4 separate regions of the Sus scrofa genome follow, and all the other regions are linked to region 4. A link is a contact called in public Hi-C and HiChIP or PLAC-seq data. All regions are on one chromosome and are shown on one strand. Each heading gives the region's core, a stretch centred on a gene start, on an enhancer-like site or on the middle of the called end of the contact. The rest is flanking DNA. Distances are from core to core; before and after follow the strand shown.

The links. A called contact is a pair of places that touch in the nucleus more often than the background predicts. HiChIP or PLAC-seq counts read pairs in DNA pulled down with a chosen protein or histone mark.
Region 1: a Hi-C map of liver shows a contact between it and region 4, with 6 times the contacts expected there. The contact joins two enhancer-like sites. A contact is called at or near these places in 4 of 47 Hi-C or Micro-C datasets (embryonic fibroblasts, liver and skeletal muscle) and 2 of 2 datasets of contacts at active chromatin or transcription factors (alveolar macrophages and skeletal muscle).
Region 2: an H3K27ac HiChIP or PLAC-seq map of alveolar macrophages shows a contact between it and region 4. The contact joins two enhancer-like sites. A contact is called at or near these places in 1 of 5 promoter capture datasets (liver), 29 of 47 Hi-C or Micro-C datasets (adipocytes, adipose tissue, alveolar macrophages and 18 more) and 2 of 2 datasets of contacts at active chromatin or transcription factors (alveolar macrophages and skeletal muscle).
Region 3: a contact with region 4 is called in an H3K27ac HiChIP or PLAC-seq map of alveolar macrophages. The contact joins two enhancer-like sites. A contact is called at or near these places in 2 of 2 datasets of contacts at active chromatin or transcription factors (alveolar macrophages and skeletal muscle).

What each region holds. Positions count from the first base shown.
Region 1 is chr15:103,937,425-103,944,343 of Sscrofa11.1, forward strand. All of the region lies in intron 2 of SPATS2L (spermatogenesis associated serine rich 2 like), which reads left to right. Among named protein-coding and RNA genes, the nearest start is that of SPATS2L, 61 kb to the left of the region's middle. Within about 2 kb of position 2,322, at least 3 of the 83 cell types and tissues checked have an H3K27ac peak or open chromatin away from gene starts, as enhancers often do. A contact at or near this core is called in liver, where this site is marked.
Region 2 is chr15:104,067,499-104,073,599 of Sscrofa11.1, forward strand. It overlaps KCTD18 (BTB/POZ domain-containing protein KCTD18), which reads right to left. Exons shown (of 7, transcript XM_003133574.5): 7 at 2,710-5,351. The coding sequence ends at 4,901. Among named protein-coding and RNA genes, the nearest start is that of KCTD18, 29 kb to the right of the region's middle. Within about 2 kb of position 1,738, at least 9 of the 83 cell types and tissues checked have an H3K27ac peak or open chromatin away from gene starts, as enhancers often do. A contact at or near this core is called in alveolar macrophages and retroperitoneal adipose tissue, where this site is marked.
Region 3 is chr15:103,990,963-103,997,951 of Sscrofa11.1, forward strand. SPATS2L (spermatogenesis associated serine rich 2 like) reads left to right here. Exons shown (of 13, transcript NM_001177916.1): 4 at 3,729-3,837. Among named protein-coding and RNA genes, the nearest start is that of KCTD18, 100 kb to the right of the region's middle. Within about 2 kb of position 3,214, at least 2 of the 83 cell types and tissues checked have an H3K27ac peak or open chromatin away from gene starts, as enhancers often do. A contact at or near this core is called in alveolar macrophages, where this site is marked.
Region 4 is chr15:103,594,275-103,600,985 of Sscrofa11.1, forward strand. No RefSeq gene overlaps it. Among named protein-coding and RNA genes, the nearest start is that of MAIP1, 19 kb to the left of the region's middle. Within about 2 kb of position 4,642, at least 17 of the 83 cell types and tissues checked have an H3K27ac peak or open chromatin away from gene starts, as enhancers often do. A contact at or near this core is called in alveolar macrophages, liver and retroperitoneal adipose tissue, where this site is marked.

The sequences.
Region 1 (6,919 bases), core at 1,072-3,571, 340 kb after region 4:
AAAAATCAGTAAGAGTGTGAGGGAGTTGTGGCTTCGCAGACAGAGGGAGAGGACACGAGCTGCGGAATGTGGGGAGACTCCAGAATCTGGAAAAAGCAAGGAAATAGATCCTCCTGTGGAGCCGCAGACCCATAAGATGATAAATGTGTGTTGTTTGAAGCTGCCGCGTTGGTGCTCATTTGTTCCAGCTGCAGTAGAAAATGAATACATTCAGTTTCCTCTCCTGTTCAATGAGGAGAATAGAATGATGGACAGCACAGGTTTTTGTAAGCCGTACTTTGCATTGGGAACAAAGTGCGACATACCCTGACCTTGGCGATGCTCAGGCGGGCAAGGCTGGCACCCTGAGTGCCCTTGCCCGTATAGGGGTTGCTGAGAGACTTCTTCCTCTGATTGTATCAGTGACAACACTCAAGCCTTCACCTGGCCTTGTCACTTTCAGGGGACTTTGTCGATATCTCCTTGGATTCATCATGTATTGATTTTCTATTTCTATGGTGGGATGTTCCTTTCAGTGCCTTCCAGGTACCACCAACCCTTAGGTCCTTCCCCAAAGCTGTTCTCCCCCCATCCTCCTCCCCTCTTCTGCCCTGTCTGAAGAATAGCCTAAAGCCCTGGTGGGCTCTGGGGAGAAGGGAAGTCTTGGCAGTAACAGGGAGGAGAGAAGGACCAGATGCCCAGCACCCTGGTGACGGAGGGGGAGCCCTAATGGGCTGCCATTCCAGAGGGGCATTCCAGTGAGAACCTGAGTGGGCTGGGAAGCATGAATCCAGGTGCACCATGTCCTTTTTTTAACTTAAGGGCTGTGTGTGTGTGTGTGTTGGGGGGTACATTCTCCTCCTTTTTTATGACCAAGAAAATCCCAGAGTTCCCGTTGTGGCGCAGTGGTTAATGAATCCGACTAGGAACCATGAGGCTGCGGGTTCGGTCCCTGGCCTTGCTCAGTGGGTTAAGGATCCAGCAGTGCCGTGAGCTGAGGGGTAGGTCGCAGAAGTGGCTTGGATCTGGCATTGCTGTGGCTGTGGGGTAGGCCGGCAGCAACAGCTCTGATTAGACCCTTAGCCTGGGAACCTCCATATGCCGGGGGAAGCAGCCCTAGAAAAGGCAAAAAGACAAAAAAAGAAAAAAAGAAAGAAAAGAAAGAAAGAAAATCCCGCTGAAAATGAGAATCTTCACAATGGAACATTCGCTGTCTTGCTTCATTAAGTCCGTTGGGTGGAGCCTGGTGTGAATGAAGAGAAGTCCACGGGTTTTTCTCTCTTTGTTGATGCAGTTATTTTCACAGAGGACAGTTTTTGCATAATCACAGTAAAAGGAGCCAATGGAATTGTTCCTACTACTTAAGCGCTAAAGCTACATGTTTACGGATGTTATCTTCGAATCCTCACAGCATCCCTGTAAAAGAGCTATTCTTACTCTCACTTTCTGCTGAGATGGAGAAGTGTCTTCACCATATTACTGTGAAATAGATGAACAGGTATGATGACCCGCAGTTCCAGCTGAGACCTGGGGCTCAGAGAGGGTGGCAGCTGGAGCCGGTTTGGCTGGGACAGTGCTGTGACTGCCATGTGGGGACCTGCTCAGCAGGACCTTTACACTGAGGCCATGTTTCAAAGCCTAGTTTTTAGCCTTCAAGGTCCATACATTGGCCTTTTTCCATGAGCTCAAAGATGCTCAGGCTCTACAGTGATGGACGTCGGATAACCGAGTTTTACTACGGATGATGGATCAACCAAAGTTTATGTCTTTTTTATCAGGGCGTTTCTTCTTTCTAAGGACCAGGACATCCATGTTGCAAAATCAAGGGTTCACAGACTTCCCTTGCCCTTCATGCCAATCTGATCCCCCACTGCCCCTGAGTCCTTCCTAAACTATGCACCCAGCTACTTCAGTCCCTTACTCGTGACCCTGCAGAGACACCTTGCTCCTCGCAGGATAAAACTGAGGCTCCATCACTTAAATCACTTTCTCTCTCTTGCATCATCATCTCTCCTCTCTTCATTCAGTTCTAGGAACACTGAATATCCCGGTCAGCCCCGAATCTCTTTTGCATCTGGGCTCTGGTGTATCTGGTCCCTCTGCTGAGGTCATATCCTTCCTCTTTCTTTCCTCTTCACTGTACCCCATTCATCTGGCTAATTCAGGGCCCAGCTTAGAGCTCTCATCCATCTGGAGGCTTCCCTTGATCCTCCTAATCTCAGCCATTTGCTCCCATCCTCCACTGCTGAGTCAAAGTGATCTAATAAAACCTTGCACCTCCTCTCTAATAGCTTGTGTTGACTTGTGTCCTGTTTACTTGTCTCGTCACCCTCACCAGAATCAAAGTTCTCGGCCAGGGTCCATGTTTCATTCACTATTACTCCTCTACCTAGGACGTGGCACAGGCCTATGTACATAGAAAGTGCTCAGTAAAATTTGCTTGGATGAACAGAGAATGGAAGATCTGTGTTGAAGTCCCAACCTTGCCACTTTCTAGGGTGTGACTTTTGACAAGTTTCTTATATACTTAGGGGCTCCATTTCATCATTTATAAAAGGAGAAATTTCACTGAGATATGAAATTCTTTCCAAACAGGAACATATTGGGATTCTAATGCCATTCCTTAGCCATCCGGAAACCATAAATTAACTGTCGTATTTTACAAATGATAAGTTGGGAGCATTGCCATGGAAGTCATTTCTTGAACATGGATTGATTATTTCACTTCATCCACTTATACACATTAATGGTCGATAGGTTCAAAACTGTTCTCGTGTTGATATTTCTGTCTTTAATGCAAGGGTTTCTTTTTCTGCAGGATACTCTCTTCATTTACACTGACAGGCATATCCAAAAGGAGTCTTTTAAGCCTGAGAAGATGATGAATTCTATTTATGTCCAAGGTTTTGTTCTTAGGTCCATCCGTTTTTACCTAGAGGGACTTAATGAAATCTTTTGCCCTACTAAGAATTTCAAGTGAAGCTAATTAAATAAACCATTATACGAGAATAGCAGTATCAAATAAGAAGAAAAAATTTAATTTGCTGATTATTCATGAACTTGACTTAGCAATGGACATAGTACTGTACATTAATAGTGTGGAATATATGATACGAAAATAAAAGGAAAGAAGAGGGAGTTCCCATTACGGCTCAGGGGTAATCATGTACCTGACTGGTATCCATGAGAACAAGGGTGTTTTTTTGTTTGTTTGTTTGTTTTGTTTTTGTCTTTTTGTCTTTAATGGACGCACCCACAGCATATGGAGGTTCCCAGGCTAGGGGTCCAATTGGAAGTGTAGCTGCCAGCCTATACCAAAGCCATAGCAATGTGGGATCCGAGCCACATCTGTGACCTACACCAAGCTCACAACAACACCGGATGCTTAATGCACTGAGGGAGGCCAGGGATCAAACCCGCATCCTCATGAATGCTAGTCGGGTTTGCTAACCACTGAGCCATGATGGGAACTGCGAGGACATTGGCCTCACTCACTGGGTTAAAGATCTGGCGTTGCCGTGAGCTGTGGTGTAGGTTGCAAAAACGGTTGGATCCTGAGTTGCTGTGACATAAGGTGGCAGCTACAGCTCCAGTTCGACCCCTAGCCTAGGAACTTCCATGTGCTGCAGGTGCAGCCCTAAAAGATGACAACAACAACAAAAAAAAAAAAAAAAGGAAAAGAGGAGATCTCTTAACATGCTCGTAGTAGGAGTATGAATATCATGTGTAAGTCATTGCAGTAGCTCGTGCATGATGTCTGCATTATCTCTGATGAGGGAATCCATGTCAAACTACAAGTTTGCATCTGAACTTATGTATTTTGGAGGTTGCTTCCTTCTATATTCCTAACACTTACTGTCATGGGAATCAGATTCTTACCATGTCTCCAGTACCTCTTGCTACTTAATTAAACATATCTAGATATTTCATTATTATATGTAATAATCAGAAGTAGTAATTTATTGGGATGCTATAGGTGCAATAAATTTTTCCTAAAATTTGCTTTCTGTTTCCTGGTAATTGTAACCAACCCAAGACTTGAAAACAGACTGAAATTTTTTCGAATTTTTTCAAAGTCTTCAGACTTGCTCAATATTATTGAAATGATATACCTGATGGGTTAAAACAGCAATATCATCAGTATTCTAAGTACACTCACTACTAGTGAATTTTATTCTCTGTTCTTCGCTGAAAATTTTCTTGCCCAGTGCAGAATTTCTTTTATCTTTGGATAAAACTGTATTTGGCTTAGCTCGCCCTCTCATTACCATTAGGGTTCTTTCCCTCACTCGCCATTACTTTCATTATGTGTTGTTGTTTATTCAGCAATCCATGATGATCTCTGACCTCCTGACTCAGCAAAGCCCACTTCCAGGTCAGGTGGCCATGACCTTGTGTAGACAGAGCACAGTCTGTTAGCAGCACATCAGGAAAACACCAAAGAAAAATGGAGTTGCTGTTTCTCTACTGACAAGTTGCTCTAAGCTCAGATCACACCCAGTGAAAATGATTTAATGACTCAAATACTTGGTACAGAAACCTCGGTGAAAAAAATCTGTACTTTTCAAGAAAATAAGCGTATAGTTTTGTTTCATATGGAAAATAAATTGTGATGGTTCACTGGAGGGGACAGCTTTTGCCTTTGATTATAGATCACTAAAATTACTTTACAAAAGGTATTTTAAAGAAATTAAAGATGTAATGCTTGTATTTACATGTCCTAGTATTGAAAGTAAATTCCAATTTTTATGCTGAATATGGGGTATGTGGATAAATAAAGTTCAAATCCTGAAATCACTCCCCTTATGGATGACTATTATAGATTTGCCTATATTCTTTTAAAATTTTAATTATTTCCATCATTAAGGCCAATGATTCTTGCAGTGGGTGGTAAGGGATGCAGTTTACAAACAATGTCGTTCTTCGTCTCGTAGCTCTGATTCTTTAATTCCCATACCTAATTCGATATGTTAGCTAGTATTATAGGAAAATAAGAAAAGTTTTCATTATCGAAAGATAGAGAAAACTGTTTTTACTAATGTGTCATCGAGAAAAGGTTGGTCATGGGCAGGTTTTGACAGAGAAGAAATAGAAGGAAAATAAGTTTTGTTGCCATGGAGCAGGAATCCAGATGTTCTGGGAAGGCAGAAGCATGAATATCCAAAGACCCAAGAAAGGACACACACCTGGAGAAGTTAAAAAGAAGAAGAAAAAAAAACAGAGTCCCCAGAACAGTTCTTTGCACATAGTAGGTGCTCAATCAATAGTTTTAAGTGAGTAAATGAACTTAGGCAAACCCACCGTATGAAGCGTTGGTGTAATTTTCTTCTGATGTAGCATTCGACGATGGCACAAACGTAGGTAGTAGGCGTGAGGAGACATTTGAGCGCTTTGGGCATTTGCTAGAAGTCTTATTCATGTGGAAGTGAAGGCAAATCTCAGATACCAGTTGACCTAATGGACATTTCATCTCGAGAAAGCCAAAGGAAATGAAGGAAACTTCTATTTTTTGGATCAAATTTTAACCAAGAAGGAGTTCCCGTCGTGGCTCAGCAGAAACAAATCTGACTAGCATCCATGAGGAAACAGGTTCGATCCCTGGCCTCACTCAGTGAGTGGGTTAAGGATCTGGAATTGCTGTGAGCTGTGGTGTAGGTCACAGACGCGGCTCAGATAGCCTGGGAACTCCCATATGCCTTGGGTGCAACCCTAAAAAAAAAAAATGTTTTAACCAAGAAGATGCTGGTTGGTGAAATAGAAGTGGAAAGAATGTGTATCTGTTTATTCAGCAAATATTTATTGGGTGTCTGCTGTGTGCCAAGCACTTGGAAGATTGTGGCCATGACAAGCTTTTGTGATAACCAGGGAACAGATGACGTACCCACTCAGACTATGGGAGGGAAATTTTAAATAGAGAAGTAAATATAGCTATAGCCTGAGCTCTGAAAGAAAAGATGACTAAGGAAATGAGAAACCCAACCCTTAAATTCAGATTAGGGCCCTTTCTCTGTGTTCCCAAGTGCCTCAACCCTCCCTTCTCAAATTCAGTATCAAATCCATGCTGCATCATAATTCCCCAGCATGTATCTCTATTTACTCTGAAGCTTTAAGCTTCAAGACAGCAGGTCTGCATCTGTCATGTTTATCTTTGTATCTTAGCAAGTAGGACAGTACCTGGCACATAGTTATACCCAATAAATCTCTCTCTCTCTCCCTCTCTCTCTCTCTCTCTCTCTCTCTCTCTCTCTCTCTCTCTCTCACACACACACACACACACACACACACACACACATTCCAAGTCTAGCAATCCAAAAATTTTTGAATGATTAACATGACAGTTTTGGAAAAAAAAAATAGAATGAGAGTTTTGAAAGTTCTAAAAAAAATTGAGGAAAAGAAATGGCTGTGGCTGTAAAGGACATGCTCAAATTAACTCAAAATATAAAAGACCTTTTAAAGAAGAAGGTAAGGAGAGGCAGGTAACCAGGAATAAATACCCAAGAGAGAGTTAATCTCCTTAGAGTTGTGTCCGGAAGCCTAGAATCCAGAGTGAGCTGAGGTATGTAAAAAATTCTAAAAACAACAAAAGAGGCTTAAAAAGCTGGCAAGGAACATGTCTACAACCAACAAAGGTGACCAAATAAACCAGACATAGAAAACGGGAATGCCCGTGATGTCCAGCATTCTGCCTATTTTTGCTAATGACAAAGTTATAATTTCTGTCAAGACTGGAATACTATTTTTATTGTATTTTTTTATTGCAGAAATTTGTTTTACTTTTGTAGGAAAAAAAAGAACATGAAAGGGATAGGACCTTTTATGAGAAAAGCAAAGCTCTGCTCGTTTCCTCTTATTTTAATCAAGGAGCACGATTTCCCACCTTGCAGAGTAGAACACGGTGTCAGTAAGAGGGAGGCGTGGCTCACAGCGACCCAGTACG
Region 2 (6,101 bases), core at 488-2,987, 470 kb after region 4:
ATTAAGGGATAAGTTCTTGAAAGAGCTGCGATTGAAGCAGAAGCTCCAAATATTCAAGAATCTTCTCAGAAGGCAGCAATATCCGTCTTTTTCCAACTTTAGCAAACATGCTAACCTTTTCTTTCTATAAAGTGCTCTCTGTTTAAAACAAGTTTCTCTTCTCCGTTTCAGGTCCCCAAATTCATCTCTGTCGCTGAGCGAAACTTTACTAAGGTGTAGAGGGCTTTCGGGTAAAAGAAGGGAAAGTGTGAGAAGCCATGTTATAAAATGAAAAGTTGTTAAATAAACAAGTAGGACAGAGTATTGACTGACAGTTACTGTAAAATTCTGTTTGTCTTAGCTCCAGCCTACCTCAGCTCGTGTCTAGCTAGCGAATATGAAATGTGTATGGGCTGTCTGAGGCAACACATGTGAACAAAGAAAGATTAGCTTTTCTGTAACAATGTGCACCATGCAAAGCTCATGAGGCTGACAGGGCTCTACGTGAAAATGGTCTCTCTGAGGCTGCACCACCAACCAAATTCCCTGAATATGAAATTCTAAAAACAGCTGGAAACCACATTTTTTTTCCCTGTTAGTTAATTCATGATGTTTCCTTTTCTGGCTGTACAACAGGCTTGAAATCCTGCATTTGATTTCATCTGATTGAAACAGGCAGCCCTCAACAAAGAATCACTTGGAGTTCCCAACGTTGCACAGCAGAAACCATGAGTTTTCCAGTTCGATCTCTGGCTTCACACGGTGGGTTAAGGATCCGGTGTTGCCGTGAGATGTGGTGTAGGTTGCAGACGCAGCTCGGATCTGGCGTTGCTATGGCTCTGGTGTAGGCCGGCAGCTGTAGCTCTGATTCGACTCCTAGCCTGGAACCTCTGTATGCCACAGGTGTGGCCCTAAAAAGCAAAAAAAAACAAAAAACAAAAACAAAAACCCAAAAAAAAACATAGAATCACTCATTCACTCTTCACTGGCTGAGGAATCAGCAACTTGTTGACAGTCTTCAGCATTTGGGAAATGACAGTAGTTTCCATAATTAAAAAGTTCCTGGTTAGCTTAGGAATACACATATGTAACTCATTTAAAAATACTTTCCATTTGCTGGAGTAGAAGCCGTTTCCTTTCATTTTACTAAGTGCGTTCTTTCTGCTTCCCCATCCTCACTTAATGTAGATTAAAGCTATTCAAAGGGATTGCAGGCGTAATAACTAAGGCAATCCTTTATAAGGCACCTCATATTCATAGAAATGTTGGCACATTCCCCTTTATGAAACAATTTATTACCACAGTCTTTGTGCACATTCAAAATACTATTTGAGGAAATTCTCTCATGGTGCAGCAGGTTAAAGATCTAGCATTATCTAGCATTGTCACTGTAATGGCTTGGGTCACTCCTGTGGCACAGGCTCCATCCCTGGCTGGGGAACTTCCACACACCCTGGCCGAGGCTGAAACAAAACCAAACAAAAACAGAAAATACCAAAACAAAACAAAACAAAATGTTATTTAAATAAAATTTTTCTATAAACAGTTTCTCAGGGACAGCCAAATATGCTTGTACATGAATTCCTTCTTTAGAAATCAAAGTGTAGTTGGATAATAATTATATGGTATTTAACCATGGACTGGGAAGTGAATCAACCATTTTCTCAATGTGAGCACTCGCTAAGGAAGCAATGGGATTCAGTCTGTGAATGAAAAGGAAATTGCATCAGCAATTCTAGCAGGAGCAGTAATGCAAGAAGAGACTGCCTTTCCCCTTTCTCAGAAGTCAGGCAGTGTGTCTGACCTCTCTGGGGTTTCATGATCCACAGTCTCTGAATTACTCTAAACAACCTGACAAGTTATATAACTGTTACGGTCATTACTAATGGTAATTGTGGTCATTAGCAATAATGACCGAATTAAAGAACTTTCACCAGCAACTCCTTTGTTCTAACAGGATAAATCCTGCAAGGTCAGAAATCAGTTTCTGCACCCCTTGAAGACTGCAACCAGATCCATTTTATAAAATAATTGGGGGGACAAGGGGTTGGCCCTGTCAGCAATTTACTGGAGGCCTACTGTGTACCAGGCGACAGAGTCCCTGTCTAGCAGAAGACAGACACGTAATCTAATACCATAATACCTTCCTGCTCAAAAACTTTAAATATTAAACAAATTCACACTTTTACATCTACTTCCTCCTTCTAGCTTTTCCTTTGGTCAGTGATGCTGCGTCACTCTATGGAAATCAGATTATATGGCTAAAATGTGTGTGTGTAGAGGGGTCTTTATGCACAGCCTTAACTTTGCTGAACCTCATTTTCTTGATCTTTAAAGGATTGGAAAAGACTGCCTTCATTACGTTGTTCTGAAACTAAAATGCAAAATCAGCACATTGAAATAAAATAGATGACAATACTTTATAAACTATAACTTAAGGCAATACTGGAACAAAAATTTGTTATTGAAAAATACAAATGAAACGAAGTCCTCGGTAGATCCCTACTGCCAGCCTCAGGCTCACTACCATATAAATAACCAGGTTTAATCAGGGCAAAGCAGTTTTCAACACAGATTCCCTGCAAGGATAGAGTCAATTCTATTTTTTATGTGAGCAATACATATATATCCCACTCATCACTCAGAATTTCCATTGTGTCCTCTGACCCAACAACCACACAAACCTACTTTTCCAAAGTAAGGATACTGAATCACTATTTATAAAGCACATTTTCCTTTGAAAAATTTTTTATTTTTCCAGGAAGAGCAATGGGTTATGATGAGTTACCAACTCTTTAATGCTTACAGAGTCTGGTATGAGGCAAAATGTATGAACCTAACCCCGAGGGAACCACACCCAAATAAAGTAATGTTCAGGTTACTGGAACATTCTGAATTTGATTTTGACTCCTGATACCCCTAAGAGATGGTTTGTCCCTTTCCACCTCAGCTGCACCAAGGCCCCGTAGTTACTCCCAAAACTCTTCTCATAAAGGCCAAATGTGCTCTATAGATGTCCCTTAAACTACTTGGTGCAAAAGAAATGCAAGCTGTTGACTGAATCATCCATGATTAATCTTCAAAATATTTCCTTTCCAGATATATGTTTATTATGTGTAAAATACATGTCTATTAGTATAATATGTTCTCATATGAATCAGCAATTCAAAATGTCGTTGGAGTTTCCGTCGTGGCTCTGTGGTTAACGAATCCGACTAGGAACCATGAGGTTGGAGGTTCGATCCCTGGCCTTGCTCAGTGGGTTAAGGGATCTGGTGTTGCCACAAGCTGTGGTGCAGGTTGCAGATGCATCTCAGATCCTGCATTGCTGTGGCTCTGGCATAAGCCAGTGGCTACAGCACCAATTTGACCCCTACCCTGGGAACCTCCATATGCCACGGGAGCGGCCCTAGAAAAGGCAAAAAGAAAAAAAAAAAAAAAAAGGTCGTAGATCAAACAATACTAATAATATCCTAAATGGAAGTTTTCAAAACTCACTGGAGAGGTCCTGGATTCTTTATGACAGTATTTTTCAAGGTGACTGAATATTTTATATATTCTATAGGGGAATATCATTCATAAATCTTTAGTTAAATATTCACTTTTTCTAGCCACTTATTTTAGAAAGTTGCTGGTATTTGGATAGCTATCCAAAATTGGTTTAATAATTTCATACATTAACTAGACAAGAAAGCAACTGCGAAAGTAGAAATAGATAACCTATATAACTGAACAAGCTTTCAAACTACCAAACGGCACCAAGGCTTAGAAATAAGTATAGTCACAGAAAATTTTCACTTTTTATGGAAACGTTTTACTGTATTTTGTGAAAAGTAATGTCTTGAGTATATTTACTCTTTCGAACCAATGTAAGCACTGAGTAAAAACTACCCTGCTTTATGAACTTATTTTTAATACACTGCAGGCATACTGCTCACTGAAGGTAGAAATATGTGATCCAATTATAAAACATAACCTGTACGTGTAAACACATACAAATGAACAGTTGTGAAAAAATAGAAGATTAACTATTCTGTTTAAAAATATTAAATTCAAGTTACATGGAAATTTTATGCATAAAAATCATACTGTATAATCAGAATAACTCAATGGTCATTTCTGAAAAACAAACATTAGCTTTAGTTAAAAAGTTAAACTTTTAACTTCTTTTTCAAAGTGTTTTCAAAATTCACTCTTCGGACTCAAAATATTTCAGCAGTTCATTCCAAAGATGCATTATATCGTTCTTATCCCAAGAAATCTTCCTGTGATGTATAAATAAATCTGCTAACAGAAAAGTGTAGGAAAAGCCAATCTAGGAGAGAAAACGGTTTGATTAAGTGAGAGTCAAAATGTGATCTCAAATTATCGTCTTGCTTTTCCTACCTATCTTTTCACACTACCTTTTGAGACTGAGAGTGATCCTGGCGGAGTTCACCTTGACCTATGTGGTCTCCAACCTCCTGCATCTGTGACAAAGCACAGGGAAGCACTACCACCACCCTCCCCATGTCGCCAGACAGAAAGGTCTAAACCCAACCCCCTTTCCAATCCCTGGCCGCAATGAGAAACATTAAATAAGTACCTAAAAGCTAGAATTATTGCAGCAACACAGTGGACTTCCTTAGCGATGATTGTGCTGGACTGTCTTGTTGCCTTAATACCAGTGAAACATTTTCAAACATTTAAAAACCTGAAATTGCAACTGGCCCTCGACAAGTAAATTGAAACGCTGGGAAACGGAGACACTTGCAATCTCCCTCCTCATCCCTCTTCACACAACCCATTCCTTTTCACACCATTCGTCCTAAACAGAAACTTAAATTTTCACCTCGAGTGCGTCAGCAGAGTGGCACTTATTTGTATTAAACGGGCTGGAAGCTCAGAAGGGCAAACGGGATGTCCTGAGGCCCTGTTTCCATCAATCCGTCTGCCGCTGCCCATTCTCAGTCCACAGGTCCAGGGCGCCGGGGGCGTTGGGGGGCGGCTCCGGGGTCCCCACGGTCCTCGCCGCGGGGCAGGCGGGCGGGGAAGGCCCGGTGGCACACAGGGGAGTCCGCTTCAGTTTTATCACTCGGGGCGGGGTGGCCTTCTTGTCGGAGAGCAGAACCTTAGCTGGAGGTGGGTGCCCAGCTCCGTTCTCAGCACCCGCGGTACCCACCAGGGATGGGACTCTCGTCGGGGCACAGCGCTGGGCTGCCTTTCCTCCCGCAGCCGTGTTCACCGACGCCCTGGCCGGGGACACCCTGACGGAAGCGGAATTCTTGACTTTAATTTGGGTGCTGGTGGAAGGACCCAAAAATCGGACAGGTTTAGGGCCCGTCTTACAGTTCTCGCCTTCTTCCTCCTCTTCATTGAAGGCTGTCAGTCGCCTGTAAATACAGAAGCAGGTCCTTGTCAGCATTTACAGGTTCAGTAACTAATGACAGGGTCTCCAAAGTGTACCTTCAAACAAAAAGGGTCCCCCAAAAGGTTTTTGTCAAGATTTTGAGTGAAGAGGCTTGGAGGTGTCAACCTACCTCGCCTCTCATCTCCCGTCAATAAGTAAATTAGCAGGTTTACAAATGATTATTTCAACTTGAATACACTCTTTTAAACACATATGATGTTAATACCAATGAAGAGTTAAAATTTGGAGTGTTACACCAGAATTACACAGCACATCACTCCTTTCCCCCAAATACTGATGTGATTTTGAGGACAACCAGGGGTGTTCCAAGTTATTTTTCCCGGAATATCAGTTTCAAGAGATTTACTGAGAAAAAAAGGGGTTTGGAGTTCCCATCATGGCACAGCGGAAACGAATCTGACTAGGAACCATGAGGTTGTGGGTTCGATCCCTGGCCTTACTCAGTGGGTTAAGGATCTGGTGTTGCCATGAGCTGTAGTGTAGGTTGCAGACACAGATCTAGCGTTTCTGTGGCTCTGGCACAGGCCGGCAGCAACAGTTCCTATTCGACCCCTAGCCTGGGAACCTCTGGATGCCACAGGTGTGGCCCTAAAAAAAACAGACAAAAGACAAAAAAAAAAAAGAAAGAAAGAAAGAAAAGAAAAAAAAAAAGGGTTTCACAAATATATGAGAAATGCTACGGCATATTTTATTCTCTGCCTGAAACTTTAAA
Region 3 (6,989 bases), core at 1,964-4,463, 400 kb after region 4:
TGTATTTATATATATAATTTGTACATGGTAAGGATAGATTAGAGACAGAGAGAAGAGGAAGAAAGCTATCCTTCGAACATGATGAAGGAAGAAGAAAGGACAACATTAAAGGATGGTTAAGGATGCTCCCAAGACCTAAGTTTTTTGCATAGCTTTGTAGGCTGCCTGATCTGGTCCCTGCCCCACCTCTGGCCTCATCTTTTACTCTCAAACCCTCAGCCTCTGCCTTCCTCCCATTCCCTCCTCATCTGAGCCTGGCCTCTCACTCATGCTGTTCCCTCTGCCTAAAATGCCTTTCCCTTTTTTTTTTTCTTTCTTTTTAAGGACACACCTGGGGCATATGGAAGTTCTCAGGTCAAATCAGAGCTGCAGCTGTGGTCTACACCACAGCCATGGCAACACCAGGTCACAGCGGTATCTGTGACCTATGCCACAGCTGGCGGCAATGCTGGATCCTTAACTCACTGAGCAAGGCCAGGGATCGAACCTCCATCCTCATAGACACCATGTTAGGTTCTTAACCCACTGAGCCACAATAGAAACTCCGAAGAGCCTTTCCCATCCATCTCTTCCCTCTTGTATTTGTCACAACATATAAGAATATATTTATGTGTATGATCATTTCTCATATGTGCATCCCCCTCTAGGTTCTTATCTGTAAGAAGCTTGGTGCCTTGTCACAATAGGCATTCAAAAAAATATTCACTGAAAGGATTTTTAAAGAGAGCAAGAGAAAAAGTGAAAAAGAACTTAGATTTGACAAAGTTAATGATATTTTTTAATATAGAGGCTAGAAAGACTAAGAATCATAAAATGTGAAACTAGAAAAAAATGGAAAGACTCCTGAGTCACGTATATACAACTACATATGTCTATTGTATTAGAATCTTTGATAAAACCCACAGAGTTAGCATTTATGAATGTCAAGATTGTAAGCCGGCTTGCTACAATGTCAGACGCTCTAAAAATTATAAACTCGTATCTTGCACTGCTTTCTCATTATAATCTAAATACTCTTATATAGAGATCCATATGGAGTAGGCTGCTTACTTTCTAAAACAATTAGGAAATAGGCTATAAGCTTAATGGGGGATTCTGAACAGTAGAATCACATTACACATTATCATGCATATATAGTCCATAATCCATGAATCTGATTACAGTAAATTGCATGTAACTCTAAAACTCAACTGGTCATAATGTAACGGTTGATGAAAACATGTCAGGATCGTACATTGCTTTTGTGATGAGCCTCGTGGATGCTGCTCACCTGGGCACCCTGTCGCACGCTCATATTTGTCAGTAGTGGCTGCAGTAATCCCCTCAAGGGACAGCTGGGTGTGCCAGGTTTTGCTAATGTGGATAGGACATCCTATAGTAGTTGCAAGATCTGTGAGATAAAGGTCAGTGAATTATATTAGGCAAGAAGAAAGAATATGTGCAAAATTCGATTAAGAAATACCTGTAGGTCATTAAAAATTGAATATCAGCTTAATCAATTGAAATCCTTGGCTCTCGTATATATTTACTTCTACGGTTTTATTTATTTATTTATTTATTTATTTATTTATTTATTGTCTTTTTAGGGCCAGACCCACGGTATATGGTGGTTCCCAGGCTAGGGGTCGAATCTGAGATACAGCTGCCAGCCTAGGCCGGAGTCACAGCAACGCCAGATCTGAGCCGTGTCTGCCACCTACACCACAACTCAAGGCACCTCTTGGATCCTTAACCCCAATGAGCAAGGCCAGGGATCAAATCTGCATCCTCATGGATGCTAGTCAGATTCATTTCTGCTGAACCACGAGGGCAACTCCACTTCTTCTGTTTTAAATGTTTGATTTTCAGAAGTGTGTTTAGGAACATGTTCTAGATGATGGTGTCGACTAAAAAAAATCCACAACCTGAAAGATGAGAGTTAAGTTTTATTTGGGGTGAAATAAGGACTCGAGAAGCATCTCAGGTAGCCTTAAGAAGCCACTCTGGGAGTTCCCGTCGTGGCTCAGTGGTTAACGAATCCAACTAGGAACCACGAAGTTGCAGGTTTGATCCCTGGCCTCACTCAGTGGGTTAAGGACCCGGCGTTGCCATGAGCGGTGGTGTAGGTCGCAGACGCGGCTCAGATCTGGCGTTGCTGTGGCTCTGGTGTAGACCGGTGGCTACAGCTTCGATTAGACCCCTAGCCAGGGAGCCTCCATATGCTGCAGGTGCGGCCCTAAAAAGACAAAAGACCAAAGACAAAAAAAAAAAAAAAAAAGAAGAAGCCACTCTGAGGCTGTGCGGGAGGAGCTAGGTTATATAGGAGTCTTTGCAGCAAAGGACAGGTAGCTGGAACAAAAGAGGTCTGGGAAATCATTCCTTTGATATGCACATCAGCTATCAGGGCCAGCATCCTGAGTTTTCATAGCCTGCAGGACTCACCTGCTTTCACCATTGGAGGTAACTGCATTTACAGATGACTGTGACATCCTTTATCCTTAACTACAGCCAGGGCTGAAATACCACCCAAAGAGGAAAAGGGGGAATATCTGGATGTGATGGGGGGCGGGGGAGGTGCATGCAGCACACACTCATTTTACAAAAGTTTGTTGCTGCTCTCCTGAAGGTTACCACCAGTCACAAGGAGCAGACATTACCATGAAGGATTTTAGTGTTTTTCTAGGCATGAGGAGATGCAAGAATTGGGCACAGAAGATCTTCCTCTAAAAATATCTGACCTGGAGTTCCCGTCGTGGCGTAGAGGAAACAAATCTGACTAGGAACCATGAGGTTGAGGGTTCAATCCCTGGCCTTGCTCAGTGGGTTAAGGATCTGCGTTGCTGTGAGCTGTGGTGTAGGTTGCAGACGAGGCTCAGATGCCGCATCACTGTGGCTGTGGTGTAGGCTGGCGGCTACAGCTCCGATTGGACCCCGAGCCTGGGAACCTTCATATGCTGTGGGAGAGGCCCAAGAAATGCCAAAAAGACAAAAAAATAAAAGTAAAAATAAAAATATCTGACTATCTGAAGGCCTGTTTTTTCAGTTTTCCCAGAGCACAGAGTGCCTCACTCCTGGTTTCCACCCTGAGCTCCACTCGGGGTGGTGCTGCAGGTTTGTTGCTACAGTGGCTCATGTTTGACTCCACAGAGAGGCCGATGGCAAGTGCCAGACTTCCGCTCACAATAGCTAAGATTGCTATTTCAAAATTACAATGTCCCACCTTCTTCTGTCTCTATAAACATTGATGGAGTTTCACAACATACTTCTGGGAACCTCAGTATGACTGTCTCCACTGTGCATATAAGAGAAGCTGAGGCATGAGGCTATTTCTGTCAAGTTTCCAAAAATACCTCCTGAGCCAATGGAGAAGAGAGCCTGAGACAGAAAACTATCTGTGTCCTCACTGAAAACACATCTTGTATGCATCTGGAGTCTTGGGGGTGGGAGGCAGGGATTTGGGGAGAAGAGGGAGTAGATTGCAAAACCAGAGTTGGCTTTTCACACTTGCTACTCCAGTCCTAACAAGGACATCTTTGTAGAAATGTGTACTCAAATAAAGAGGCTATCAAGGTGATTACCAGGATGAATTTTTACCGGTCTGAAATGCCTAGAGTGTGCTTGATGGCTCCAAGATTGACTAGGTGGTTTTTTAAGGCCTTTCTGACGTTATTACTCTAGCCAGTGAGAGAGTCATGGATGAATTATATTCAAAATGCTTACCTTTCTTTTTCTTTGCCTTTCCTTTCCAGATCTATGCAGTTCGATCAGTTGTTCCCAACAAAAGCAATAATGAAATAGTCCTGGTGCTACAACAGTTTGACTTTAATGTAGATAAAGCAGTGCAGGCCTTCGTGGATGGTAAGTATAGACGTTCTCTGAACCTAAAGCTGTTAGAACTAAATATTCTGTCTAGTCTATATTTTTTTGCCTTGAATGAATTGAATACTAATTATTCATTAATGCTTAATTTTCATAAACATATGCTGGGCATTTAAAAACACATCTACATATGAAGAGCAGAATTTGGAAGTTCTTCCTCACTGAAGGAAAAAAAAAAAAGACTGTAGATAGTTTCCAAAGGATACCTGCTAATTCCATTGTCTCTCCATCAGTTCAGTTCATTATTAACCGTGTCCTTTACTTGATGGTGGCCTTGTTAATGGAGGCTAATTCCTGATCTGGAAAGCCATTTCACCTCTTTAACTAGCATAGTTCTACTTGGCCTTGTGGCTGGAATCCCTGAACTTGATGCTTATGTAGTCTGAGAGGACTAGTTTAATCTTTGATATCCTTAGCTTGTGATGATTTTGAGGTTGCCTGAACTCACTTCATCTTATCTACCTCTGGAACCTTTTCACTGTCTTAAAAAAAAAAAAAATCTTTTTTTATACAGCCCATTGCCCGGGATGTTATAGAACCTGAAGTCTCAGGAATGTATTGGCGCTGTAACTGCTTAACCCATTTCTTTACATTGCCTGTAAATTATGGGAAATTCTTCTCTCCTAATCAAATAAAGCAAGTTCTATTTATGAACAGAGATCTCATATTTGTCCTTAGTTATCGTATGTCGTATGTCTTCTTTCCTACCATCACCAAAACTTCTCTTCTGTAAACATGGACTAGCTAAACATAATCTGACCGAAAGTTCAAAAATCTATCAGCACATTTCTCACTTTTATCCGAGTTGTGCTTTATTTGTTGAGGACATTTGATTTGCTTACTGTCCTAGGAGGAGAAGAATCTCCCTAAGTTTCTTTCTGCATATAGTATAATTGAATTTCAGGCAAGGTCTTGGCACCAGGCACCACCTCACCCTCTGATATCTGCAGTCAAGGTTTAGGGCCCTGATTGAATTTAAAAAATGACTATCATTCAAAATAGACCTGCAAACCGAGCCACAGTGCATAACTGTTTTTCCTGCTTTGTACACTAGCAGATAGATACTCTTTACTCATAATAAACACATACAGAGAATGTGATATTAATCTGACTTTGCAGCATTTGGTGCAGTTTGTCTCCAGAAGAAAATTGGGGCAAACGTGCACATCCTGCCTCAGATAAACTCTCTTTTCAGGTTTCACTTGTCAGCATCACTCACATGGGAAAAAGCTTTAGGACAGGAAAAAAGCTATTATTCTCATGCTTCCCCACCCTGACTTGGACTGAGGCCCCCACCTTCTCCATCATGAAAGTTTTTATTACAAAGTGACCCTGATGAGATGCACAGATGCTCAGAACTGATGGGCTGTCATCAAACCCATTCGTATTTAAATAGAGCCCCATGTTTGTCCTTCGTGAAATTTTCAGCTTGTCAGTATTGAGGTCTCATTTTTAAAAACTCATTGATTGCTGAGAAACTTCATATCACTTTGGATGGGGACCAATGGGAAAACGTATCTCAAAATCACTGAAAATCAGAAATATTTGTTAGGAATCATTTACAAGGCACATGAGAAGCACCCTCTCTGAGTGGCTTAAAAAACTCCAAGCAGTTTCAGTATAATTAAAATTTAATAATAACAGTTTCAAAATTGTCTGTAAACATAAGTATTTATTTCTTCTCCAGAATTCCTCTCTAAAAACGCACCCAAATTGCAAATAGAATCTATATCAAACTATGAAAATTAGAGGAATAATTGAATATTGCAATCAAAAGCAGAAAGCAACTCACCTCCTTTCTCTAATTAAAAAGAACAATATTTAACACTTTTTAAAGTTTCATTTTATTTGGAAAACTGAGGTCGAGCTATAAGAACTACCCTAATGATGATTAGCCACTGGTGTGACTTATCAAGAAAACTAGTGAAAATGAATTCCTACAGTTCTTCAAAAGAAAAGAACTGTGAAACGTTAATTCTCTGCGCAAATTAGAGAAAGACTGGCCCAGTTAATAAAAAGTCTGAATTACAGCTTATTTTAAGTGCAGTCTTACTATTTTAAGTACATGTAACTCAAAAAGCCTAAGAGGGGCGCTGAATTGGAAACTCTGAATGGATGGGAATAATTAGGCTTTCTAAACATTAGTCAAAGCAATATGGCCTTCTGCTTATCTAACAGTGACAGTAGACCCAGTAATTGGGGCCCTACTAATTTGAAGTTTCTTATAAAGACCAGCCCGAAGTTTATCTTTGTTTGGCCAACACACTCATTGTAGAGAACTATTAGTGTAATGAGATTGTACGAGAATGCTTAAAATTGTTAAAAGAATACATTTATGAGCTCCTCTTTTAGAAGTACCTACTTAAATGAGCACAACCGATCTACTCATTACCCATTAACTTATGGTTGAAATTACCCCCAGTGCAGTTGGAAGGAGGGAAGCACTTAGACTGCTTAGTAGACACTTATTGTACCTGATGGATGGGTAGGCATCTCTTTTCAAATATTTTCTAGCTTAATCGGGTCAGGCCTTTCTCTGAGTCTGTGGGATCCCACGTATGCCCGGGAATGGCATTGACAGAACCTAGGACTCAACTTATCGGATGAGCTTCTTTTGTTTCAAAGTGGAACCTCCAAAGACTGCATCCCATCCCTAACCACAGTAATGAGGGCAAAACTACCCTCAGATCATCGGTCCTCCTTTATCGCCTTGCAGGCTGTGAGCATGATGAGTAGAGGCAGAAAATGAACAGGAGTGGCCAAACTGTTAGGATTCACATGGTTAATAATATTCTAAATCCCATGTTTGGCCTGGAAGATTGTAGGTATTTTGACTCATATATCAAGTAGAACAATTTTAATTCTACCTATGGCAATGAAGCTATCAGAAAATTCTCAAGATATATTTCATTTTCTCTAAGACAACATAATGATTAAAAAAAAAGTAAGCTTCATGTAGTGGGGCTTAATACTTTGATAAAACCAAGATCATGCAGTGAATTAAATGAAACTCTGGAAATAAAAAACGAAACTGGCATTTTTATTAAGGTAGGAGGTAGCAAAACAAATGAAAAAGCCGGGGAAAAAAATCACTACCAAGGTGGAAAGACAGAGATGAATTTTGCATAGTG
Region 4 (6,711 bases), core at 3,392-5,891:
GAGGTTTTATCGAAACCATCGGAAAGATTTCAGATGTTTACTCTTAAATATTTTAACAGGCATTCCAAAAAAAAGGGGGGGGGACATTATCCTATATAAACATAAGAACATTAGCAATAATTTAATATTCATCTACTTCATCTAGTATTTAATCCAAATTTAAAATTCCACTGTTTTCAAAATATCTTTTTGTACTGAAATTCAATCAAGGTTCACACATTGCATTTGCTTACCATGTCTCTTAAATCTTTTAAACATTTTTAGGATATCCTCCATTCTTTTTATGACATTTCCATTTTGAGGAGTCTAGGGTAGCAGACAGCATGTCCCATATCCGAATTTATTTGATTATTTTACTGTGGTATCATTTCTGTAAGCTGGAAGTTAGGGCTAAAGGCTTGATTAGATTCAAGAATATCTTTTAAGTGATCTGTGTACATGCACACACACACACCCACACACACACACCCACACAAGTTAGGCCGAATAAGGCCCCTGGTGATGTCTACATCCTTAGCCCTGGAACATGTGAATATTGTCTTACACGGCAAAATGGCACTTTGTATGTGTGCTTAAGGGTCTTGTGATGGGGAAATTATCCTTGATTTTCTGGGTGGGCCCAGTGTTATCCCAAGGATCCTTCTAAAAGGGAGGCAGAAGGGTCAGAGTCAGAGAGAAGGAGATGCTATCATGAAAGTAGAGGTTGTAGTGATGTTGGGCCATGAGAGCCAAGACTGTAGATAGCATCCAGAAACAGCATCTAGAAACCAAAAAAGGCAGAAATGGATTTTCCCTTAGAGTCTGCAGAAGGAACAGAGCCATGCTGACCCATTTTAAACTTCTGACCTCTGGAATTGTAAAATGATGAATCTATGTTGTTTTAGGCCACTGAGTTTGCAGTACTTTGTTACATCAGCAATGGGAAATTAAGATAAAATAATCCTTGCATCAATCGGTATTCCAGTATAATTTGCAAAGTGGTTCTCTAATGCTATAATATCTTTTGTTGGCATTCTACGAAAGAGCACAAACTCATGACTTTAAATCATCCAATGTAATAGCAATTACAGTTACTCTTCTTGGTGCTTAAATGGCCCCCAATTTGCCAGTGGGAGCCCCTATAATCTGCTGTTTCAGATTAAAGACTATCCTGACCCTGCTGTCGGTCTCTGAATGCTTCTGTGTTTCCTGGCACAACAATATGTCCTCAGATCTTCTTGTCCATTTCCTGCCTCAGACTTGAAAAACCAGCGGTTTCTCCAAGAAATCAAGATTTAGTCTCAGGGCAATTGCTACATCCTGAATATTTGTGTCCCTCCCAAATTCATGTTGAAATCTTCACCTCCAGCGTGATGTTATTAGGAGGTAAGGCCTTTGGGAGGGATTAAGTCTTGGAGGTGCAGCCCTCCTAATTGTGATTAGTGTCCTCCTAGAAGAGGCCCCAGAGAGCCCCCTGCTACCTGGGAGGATGCAGTGAGATGATGGCCATCTACAAACCAGAAAGTAGCTCTCAACAGCCCTTGAATCTGTAACACCTTGATTTTAGACTTTGCAGCCTTCAAACCTGTGAGAAATAACTGTTGTTTAAGCCACCCAGTCTGTGGCATTTTTGTTATAGCAGCCTGAACGAACTAAGACAGGATAAGGTTTAGAAACCAAGATTTGAGCATCATGAAGCATTTTAATCTTTTATGTCTCAAGCAAATGTTTGTATTTATATGTATTTGATATGCTGTGTCATGAATCTAAAGCAACTTTAGGGGAGCTAAATGTGGACTGCTTGCCCCTATTTCTGTCAACCTTATTTAAAAGACCCCTTCCTATCACTCTCTGTATCCTAACCCAGATTCATTTTGGTTTATAGCACTTATCACATCCAACATTGTAGTAAATATCATTTTGTTGTTTTGTTCTATTGTCTGTCTTTCTAACTAAGGCAGGAACTCTATCTTGTTCATTGCTGTATCCCCAGGGTGCAGGACAATAAACGAAACAGAGCAGAACTCAGTAAATATTAGTTGAATAAACAAAGTCATGAGTGAGTCTCAGAACTGTTGTGTTTCCTAGATCACATGACAGAAATATTTTCCCTCTCCCTTTTGATTGAATGCCCTCACAAGTTGGATAGGATTTTTCTTTTCTTTTCTTTTTTTTATGATGTGCAGGCCCCCTTCAAGGCATAAAGGGTGTTATTGAATACGTGACCTTGCTTTTATAGTCCTATGATAAATGTTATTTATTCTGAACACCACACGGTGGAGCCAGTGGTGTATGGAATGTAAATGTGGGATCACAGTAAGTTTGACAGAGTCTGAGGTCACTGAAAAACGGGAGGACTGCTTTGTTTACTGACAGATTTTTGTAGATAGATATGTTATAGACAACTTCTCAACAACAACAAAGAAGAGTTTTGAACTGAATTTCTTGCTGTTAAAAGGATTAAATGGATGAGTCAGATCAGAGGGAATTTTACCCACATGTCCTCTGATTCCTGGAACCACAGATTACATCATTCGGTTCCTCTGTGATTACTGCCTCCTCAGAAGGTTTTTTTCTGGATGGCGTAGTGCACCAGTCAGGAGAATAGATAGATTATGCTGCAGTAACAACCTTGAAATCCCACAGGATTGAAGCAAAAGAGACGTATTTCTAGCCCACACTATATGTTCAATAAAAGACCTTTGGGGACCCTGCTTGGTAGTGGCATCCCTTGCCTTCCTGGACTCAGCTGGTGGACAGCCACTACCTGATACAATGGCAAAGGAAAGATACAATTCTGAAGGGTCTCACGGGAGCCGTACATGCCAAACTGGGAAGTGATACAGTTCACTGGCCAGAACATAGCCCCCCTCAACCACTGAGATCCAGGAAGGACAACTCTGTCAGGTGGCTGGAAGGTGGGGAGTGAGAAGCACTTGGTGAGCCACAGTGATGATGACCACATGCTGCAAGGAGCTACTTCTCTTGTTTTAACCCCAGGAATGGCCACTGTAGGGCCAGTCAGTGCACACCATTGCATCAGACGATCAGGAGGCTCAAGGCAAAGAGGACTTTCTGTGTTAGTGACACGGTATTAGCTGAGAATTATTGATATGCTGCTGTATGTAGCAGCCTGATGATGAGGGTCTCTGTTTCTGTATACCAATGATTCCAGATGTCTTAAACCAGTTTTAAGAGAAAAAGGTCCCCTTTTTTTCAGGTCATCTGAATCCCATTCTTTTCACTTGATGAGATCTGCCGAGGTGCATTCAAACACCCCTTAGATTAATAGGGGGCCCTTATGAAGTCAAAATTGGTCAGCTAAAACCTAATATAGTGTCAGTCTTATTGTAAAATATTATTATTTTGAAATAATAATTTTAAGAAACCTAGATAACATGAGACTTTATGAGAGTTCTTAGTCTTGATAAATCATCTCTCAATGTGGGCAGATTATGCAAATATTGGTGTACCATTCAGGATTAGTTTTGGCTTTCTTAAACAAAAACTTAAAAATCATGATTTAAGTAATATAGAAGCAGTTGATTCTCTTACACATAACACAAGTCCAGAGATAGGATACTTTAGGTTAGGTTTGTATGCTACCACCACAAAGTCCTTGGAGATCCAGCCTCTCTCTAGTCATCACTGCCTTCCTTCCGTAGGGTATGAAGCTGTTCTCATAGCACAAAATGGCTGGTAAAGGTCCAGCCATCATATTCATATTCCAGGCAGCAGAATGAGGCAAGGAAAGAATGAGAAAGTTTATACATCATCTGTCTTTTAAGAAGCTTTCTGAGAGGTCACACAAAACACTTCTGTTTAATTTCATTGGCTGGGAGTTAATTATGTGGCTACAAACAGCTTTAGTGGTGCTGGGAAATATAAACATAGTCTTTTAACTGGGTACAATTTATTGCCCTGAACAAAACTTGGGGTCCTAAGGTTAAGGAAGAGCAGGAGACAATTCACAATTTGTCCTGATTGAGTTACTTGAGTCATGAACCAGTGCTGACTCTGGGAAATAGCTGCCAGTCTAGCTTTGTCAGCTTCACTAACTGAGAGAGAGCTTTTAGAGAGCCCGTGTGCTTTCTAACTGGGGTCTGGTAATAATCCCAAACATCGCCTGACAAACTTTTTAAAACTAACTGTAATAGAGCACCCAGAGAAGACTTGGAATCCAGAGCTGTTTAAGGATGCACCAAACAGTGTGTCCAGACCTCTGAGGGTTGGCTTTCTGTTGTTTACCTCACACACATTCCAGCCTGGAAGACCCTGGATACAGTTTATCCCATCTTCAAAAATAGAATCCTCCTCCTGACTGCCCCCTTCCATTTCATAAACCCATCAGTCTGGTAGACATCTATCAAATTTTACTTTGTTTACTGGCTCGATAAATTACAACTCTGGCTCAGGTTTCTGTGAGAAATCCAGCAGAAACGGAGGAAGAATTAGATTATCGATTCCTTTTATGGGCCTTTCCTTGGCCTCTGACGTGAGTGCAGAGTAGCCACGGGCAAGGCTGGTACACTACTGCCCTCTTCCCCACCTCCTGGCTTTATTGATTCTTGAAATACGTGTTGCAATATTGCATTGTACTCAGGGCAGCTGAAAGGCTCCAACAGAGAGCAAAATGGAGCTGTGTTCTGGTCTCCTTCCTTTTAAACTTCCGTTTTATGGCACTGCATTTGAATAACCCCCATGCTACAGGAAGACATAATGTGGTTTATCTGAAACCGGAAGTAAGCAGATCCATTAACTGACCTTGCTAACTAATTCATTTCTAAGGAAGAGACGCACTATTATTGCTTCCTAAAGGAAGCAATGATATTAAAACCAACTTAAAATGTATTTCACAGAACAAATCATATATTTTGGTTATTGTCAAGTACTTAGAGGCAATATTTTTTCCCAGGGAGTACACCAGGAAGTAGGGCTGCCCAAAGTAAGCTGTCTGTGGGGCCTTATTGGGATTTTATTTGCATCCCTATCTCCCTCCCCACCTCTACTGTCTGTCTTCCCATCCTTTCTGTTTCTTAGTCCCATCAAGGCTGTCCCTGCCTTGACACCTTCACAGGAACTGTTCCTTTGCCAGCCAGCCTCCTTGCTCAGATCTTCAATGGCTGGTCACTTTTCGCCATTCAGGTCCAGTTTAAATGCCCCTCCAGTGAGGAAACGTTCTGCTCATCCACTCTAAAGTGCCTAACCCATCACTCTGTATCTGCCACACTGCTCTATTTTTATCACAGCCTTTACTGTCACCTAATAGTTTCCAGTTTATTTATGCTTTTATTGCCTGGCATCCCTCCACTAGGATGGGGGCTTTCAGTGTCTACGTAGCTCTTCATCGTATATAGCAAAATATCCTCCACCTCACTAATGTTCGGTCTAAGGGCTGAGTTTCTCAGCCTTGGCACTATTAACATTTGAGGTCACATAATTCTTTGATGTAGGGGCTGTCCCAGAACTGTAGAATTTTTAACAATATTGCTGGCTTCTCTAGCTATGACAGCCAAAAATATCTGTAGACATAACCAAATTTCCCACAGGGAACGAAATCACCTGTCCTTGAGGAACGCTGGTTTAGGGTGTTGAAGGTTTGGTATTCAGGAGGCAATATTGTCTCAGAGTAATAATAGCTGTATTCTGTTGAATGTCTACAGACTTTGGGCACCGTTCAAGGGGTTTAACAGTTAATTTTTACAACAACCCTAACAATACGTATTATTGTTATCCTCCTTTTCCAGATAGGGAAACTGAGGCACAGATTGATGGCTAAACCTAAGTTCACGCCATTAGTAAGTGGGAAGCCAGCCACTGGAAGCCCATGACAGGCTCCAGAACTCTGCGTTAACACTAGTGGACCCTGATGTGGGAATCTCATTGCCTCTGGTGGCAGAAACTGGGCATCAGGTGGGCTACCCATCCCCCTAACCCACCCAGCCATTCATTCTGTGACCACAGGCAAGGGACAACTTTCCTCTCCAAGCCTCAGTTACCTCAGTAACTAAAGACGATAAGAACTTCATGCAGAGCTGTTTTGGGAACGGACTGCAACGGCGTACCTGAATACTTAGTCTGGTTTCTGGCACATACCAAGTCCTGAATTCATATCTCCTCTCCTTCCTTTGCCCTTGAATCCAAGCTCCAAGCAGGTTTTAAAGACCCCAGTCAGACAAGCCCATGGGGAAATCTAACCTTTAAACAATCTGCAGGGTTTACTGCCGTTGACCGGGAGAGGAGAAAGCCGTCCCCTTAGAAACAGCCATCTAGTCTGGCATCTCCTCCTCTGCTAATGACCAATCGCACAGACCATCAGCACTTTCTCATTAAGCCAAATGGGGCTTTTAAATCTGTACTGATTAGATACCCCGGGGCCTGGCTGACAAGTAGCCGTCCGCGCTCCATTTCTTGATGTGAGTCAGTGAATTAATTGCCTGACCTATTGTTTTCTAACACGGCCAATTAAATGTTTTCGGATGAGTGCCATGTGCATTTTGGCCAGGAGGGGGCCGCCTTTGCTAATATAACTGAGTTGGTGCTCGGGCTTGCTGGCAGAGCCCCACCAAAAATTGGGTACTTTTGAAAAGTTTGCTCAGAATAAGGGCTCTAAATGTGGGGGACAACCATCTCTAGGAATATAGTCCTGTGAACTTGGACGAGGGAAAAAAATTATGTATATTTTCACTAACCTCTAACTGAAATTTAGGACTTTCTTCAATTGTGAATGTA